Linked DNA regions of Gossypium hirsutum: region 1 is linked to region 2. A link is a contact called in public Hi-C data. All regions are on one chromosome and are shown on one strand. Each heading gives the region's core, a stretch centred on a gene start, on an enhancer-like site or on the middle of the called end of the contact. The rest is flanking DNA. Distances are from core to core; before and after follow the strand shown.

What was found. A called contact is a pair of places that touch in the nucleus more often than the background predicts.
Region 1: a Hi-C map of leaf shows a contact between it and region 2, with 2.7 times the contacts expected there. The contact joins the enhancer-like site here to the promoter of LOC107893009 in region 2. A contact is called at or near these places in 3 of 34 Hi-C or Micro-C datasets (hypocotyl and leaf).

The regions. Positions count from the first base shown.
Region 1 is chrD09:10,818,194-10,820,893 of Gossypium_hirsutum_v2.1, forward strand. No RefSeq gene overlaps it. Among protein-coding and RNA genes, the nearest start is that of LOC107892209, 3.8 kb to the right of the region's middle. Within about 2 kb of position 1,303, at least 1 of the 9 cell types and tissues checked has an H3K27ac peak or open chromatin away from gene starts, as enhancers often do. A contact at or near this core is called in leaf, where this site is marked.
Region 2 is chrD09:10,652,815-10,655,637 of Gossypium_hirsutum_v2.1, forward strand. It overlaps LOC107893009 (18.1 kDa class I heat shock protein), which reads left to right and starts at 1,331. Exons shown (of 1, transcript XM_016818003.2): 1 at 1,331-2,018. The coding sequence starts at 1,373. The coding sequence ends at 1,858. LOC107893010 (a long non-coding RNA gene) reads right to left here and starts at 101. Exons shown (of 4, transcript XR_001682700.2): 1 at 1-101.

The DNA.
Region 1 (2,700 bases), core at 53-2,552, 170 kb after region 2:
GTTTGGTAATTTATCAACTCGATCTCGATTATAACCACTTTTTCTAGTTGTTTTTTTCACACCCTTAACCTAAGCCCCATTATAACCTCTTAAAGACTTTTTGATTAATGTGTCATATCATTTTATAGTGGTGGAAATTTAATTTTCAAGCAAGCCTATGGAAATTTAATTTTGAGTGAATATTTATTGAACCTTAAACACTTTGAGTGCTTTAAGTGCTTTGAGTGAATCTTTAGTGAGGATGTCAATTCTTGTTGATTGTGAATTAAAAGTAATTACTTAAATAAGGGGAGACACCTATGTTTTCATATTTTAAATAAATTAACTTTATTAAATATATATAATTTATGTTTTTTATGAGTTAAAATTAAATTAATTTTATAATAAAACTATTAAATTAATCATAGATACTTAGAAGTTTATTATTTAAAGGATAAATATTTGGTACACTGACAATATATTTTTATAAGACACATGTCAATCCCTAACCCTACTTATGTATCAATTTACCAAATAATATTCCTTATTTAATTTTTTTTTTGAAATTTCTAAATCGCACTTATCAAAGAAAGTTTAGAGTTAACAAAAAAGGAGGCATGTATACATTAAAAAAAATGCATGTAACTTTTTTAGTTTAAAGCTTTCTAAGATTTTGAACAAATCTTATGTAATTAAATTTTAAATATAATTACTTAATATTTTTATATTAAAATTATCAAAATTAACAATGTGTTTTTAAAATTTTAAATATTACTCACTTAATTATTTCTTTATTTTTACTGGTAACAAATTTTTTTTTCTTTTTCTTTTGTTAACATAATTATTTCTTTATTTGAAAACTCTAAATTGCTTTTATTTATTTAGATTAGAATAAATGTTATAACAGTAAAAATCAAAATATTTCATCAACGAAAAAGTTAAAAAAACTGTTAACCAGTAAAATTTAGACAGTAATAACAATCATTTTTAAAATATAGATAACCTATTAATTTTTTGATATTTTATAGGGACAAATATAGTGCATAACCGATTGAATAAAGTCCTATGTAGTGGGAATATTATAAACAAAAAATTTAATTGAATTAACGTTTTTCAAAACATCTAAATTATCATAAAAATTTTAGTCCTTAGAGTTGATTTCATAAAAGAAAGTAAATTTGGCGATGACTTCTTGGTTTGGGTAATCTTAAATTTGTTTCTTTAATTTTAGTTTTCAATGAAAAGATTGCATTAATCCGAGGGGTGAAACTGAACTCGTTGATGCAAAGCTTGTTTTTGATTCTTTGGTCTTAACTGGGCCAATCATGGCACACATATATAGGCCACTTCATCCCAATGAATCGGGCCTAATTTAAATAATTGGACCCTCCCTACTCTCATCGTAATGTAAGAAGTACACATAATATATACACCTACGTGTATGTATAGATATACAAACATATCATCAATGCATATTTTTATTTAGGGTAAACTAGTCACCCAATTATTATTAAGATTTGTTTAGTCACCAAATCATGAAAAATTACAAAATAATTATTCAATTATTTGATTTATTAACTACGTTGATTGGGTGACAGAAAGATAATATATGACATGATAATAAATTTAATTCTCAGCGTTTGCATATTGTAAATGTATCCAGTTAACGACAATAAACGAAACTTGCTAACTTTCTCAAATTGGCTTCTAGATTTTTTTATCACATTGATCCTTATGGTCAACACCGTTAGTTTTTAAATATTTGGGTGATGTGGCGAAATTAGGATGTGACACACGGACAAACAAGAAAACAACAAGTGTCTTCCTCTATAATTATTCTAAAAATTGTAAAAAAAAAACTTCAAAAATTTTAAAAAAAATTGTTTTAGAAAATATAAGAAATATATATTATAAAAATTCAAAAAATTAATATATAATTCAAAACATAAAACAAAACAATTAGTTAAAAATTCAAAAAATATTTTAAAAAATTCAATAAAAAGAGAACATATTGTTAAAATTTTATAAAATTTAAAAATTAAATTACAAAAATATTGATCAGTCAATTTTTTGAATCGTTAAATATTTTTTCATTTTTCTGTAATTTTCTAAAATTTTAAGTATATTTTAATATTATTTTTGTAAATTTGAACTGTTTTTTCAATTATATATATTCAATTTTCTTAACTTTTATAACTTGCATATATTACTTATATTTTAAAACTTATTTACATTTATTGAATATATATATTAGAATAATTAAATAGGAAGAAACATGTTGCTCCCCTGTTTGTTCATGTGTCATCATTGTGTTTAGTCATGTCACTCAACTGTTATAAAATTAATGGTGTTAATCATAAATGCTATCTTTAGAGGTTAATGTGATTCAAGAAGAATTAAGGACTAATTTGAAAAAAATTTACGAAGATCATGAGCCAATTTATATATTAAACTAGTTATTTTTTCATATATACTACCTTTTAGAGTGCAAAAGTAAATGATAAGGGAAAGATTTGGTTACTACATGGTTAAAATTCATGCGTTTACATGTGCGGAATAGAGGGTCGATCAAAAGCCTTGCTATTAAGTCTACTCTAGATGTGAATTAAAGTACTTTAGTTGTCCAATAGACCTGACAGTTCGACTTAATCCCAATAACTATTTTTTAATTAAAAAATTCTTCATATTTATATTAATTCTAAAATACATATTAATAAAATA
Region 2 (2,823 bases), core at 81-2,580:
TTGGAAAATGTCTTGCCAAAATAAAAAGGGAAAGACATTTCCAAAAAAACCTCCTTTTCCCGTGTTTTGTAAAATGTTTTATCGTGGAAAATCATTTTCAGCCAAACAAACATCGAACAATGCTGAAAAGTTTTTATGAAAAAGCTTTTACAGGTAAACAAATAGAGCCTAAAACTTTTCAAATAATCATGCTAAAATAGATTTTTCTTTTAATTGTTAGGATGTTACTTTTTTTTTAAATTATATGTTTAAGTATTTGGACCGGCTAATATCACTACAAAAGTAGAGAATCAAATTATGTCAAATTAAAACATAAAAATTAAATCTCAAATATGAGTATACTAAAAGAATAAAATATACTTTGACTATTATTTTATATTAAAAGAATAAAAATAAAATAGTTGTCTATGTATCATGGAGAAAAGCCTAGGGAATTAATTTTATTCGTGTATATATATATTTTTTTTTCTTAGAAAATACATTTTTAACCCTCAAAAAAAGTTATCTGTATATGATAAGTTAGAATGTGTCCTTTCCAAAAAAAAAAATTATACCTCAACATTTTAACTGAAATAGTTGTGGATAATAACTATATGAATCAACTAATGTTAATAAAAAAATACAATACAAATTATGTCAAATTAAAATAAAGATTAAATTTTAAGTGCGATTCTAGTAGAGAGATTCGACTTGAAATTTGACCACTATACAAGTATAATAAAATATTAAAAAATAAATATTTAAAAAAGAGAGAGTCATGACAATTTTATAAGATTGTTTACGTAATAAAAAAAAGTACATTACCAATGTAACAAATATTCTCTTATTATATTTTAAAAACAAATGGCATCCAACCCATAGCCGCTTTTAGAGTTTTTTTACTCAAAAGGTAATTATCATTTAAAATTTTTTGACTGAATTTACTATAATTAATTAATCCAAAAAGAAGATAAATAAAAAAATACATTAATAAAATTAAATAAAAAATTAAAAAAAATCACTCCCCACTTTTTCAAAAGAGTTAATTTGTATACGTGCAATTTGGCCCAAGCAACAAAACCATGGGCCGAAAGAGGACATTGCAGGCTTTTCAAGGTTAGAAACTGACATCTATTAGGGCTTGGGCCTGCTTCATTTCCATTTTCTGGAACATCTCTTAGAACAATGATGGATGCTTACGTAATTAATTTATCCATAAACTTCTGGAACTTGCATTATATATAATGTTAAAATAATACTTGTCGACAACCTAGCTTCTTTATTGATTAAAATGCAAGAAATTATAACGACAGAAGATTGTAGAAGAACATATGAAACCATTTCATTGTAAAAATCAAGAAAGTTCAAGAGACAGCTTATTCATCCTTTATATATGATAAGTTCCATTTGTACATTATATTCATCATTACTGTATTCCCATTTCATAGAATCCAGAAGAAAGATGGCTCTCATCTCCCAATTATTTGGCGATGAAATTTACGACCCTTTCCTTTCAATGGTCAACAAATGTCCAGTCCTTAACACCCCAACAGATTGGAAAGAAACCCCAGAGGCCCATGTGTTCATATCTGATCTTCCAGGGCTCAACAAAAAGGAAGTGAACGTTGAGATTGATGATGAAAGGGTGCTCAAAATATATGGAGAAAGGAAGGAGGAGAAAGATGATAAAAATGTTAAGTGGCATAGAGTTGAGCGTTGCAGAGGCGAGTTCCGTAGGAGTTTTAGGTTGCCGGAGAATGTGAAGACCGATGGAGTTAAGGCATCAATGGAGGATGGTGTGCTTGTGGTGACTGTCCCCAAACAAGAAGTGAAGAAACCAGAGAAGAAAATGATTGAGATTGAGGAGATCAAGGGTTGAGTGAAAGACATTTGAGAAAATTTTCATGTTTTGTTTCAGTGTTTCCTTTGGTGTGTTTCATGTGTGTTGTTGTTGCTGCATTTTCATGTAATGTCTATGCTTCTGGCATGTAATACATGGATGTAAAGTTATGAATAAAATGTTTACTGGTTTCTCTTGAGAACGCCTTGTTCTTATAACTTAACTCAAGCCAAAATTCTCAGTAAATCACTGAGAAAAAACCTTTGAAATAAAATACATGTAAGAAAACTTGAAGATAAATGGGACATGCGCAAAAATTTCGTTTGAAAAGTGAGAGTACTTGAGTAAAAATATAAGTTCAAAAACTGGGTTTGAACGAAAAATAAGACTTGTTTTTTTTAAATAGGCTAGGCCTCAAATAGGATTTTTTGACTCAGGCCGAATTAACTGTTTTGTTGTCATTTCGATGCTATTTTGTTGCCATTAGTTTGCTATCATTTTCTTGTTACTGTTTGGATATTATATAAATTTTGTTTTATTATTAATTTTGCTACTATTGTTGAGACATTTGCTTGCTAAGTTGCAAATATATTAGTATTATTTAAGTATAAAGATTTTGGTTAATGGATTTTTGATTTGTTGAGAAATATTTATTTTAACGTTTTCAGTGTATTTTATATATTATATTTTTTAAAAGTTTTTATATAAAAAAATAATCTAAAAAAATTAACCTGGGTGGGTCAAGTCAGGCTCGATTTAGATTTTTAATCTAGGTCGGACTTAGAAAAAAAATTAGATTCATTTTTTGGGCAGAGCCTATACTTAAAATTTTTCATTAATCTAACCTAAACTTGACTCGATTTGACTCATGATCAGGTCTAATTCAACCCAAAATCATGATTAAAAATTGAATAAAAAATTGAAAAAGTTAAAAATTTTGTTTTTGGTTGAACTAAGTCCAATCATCTTAAATAATTTAAAATTGGAAATTAATAATATAAAAT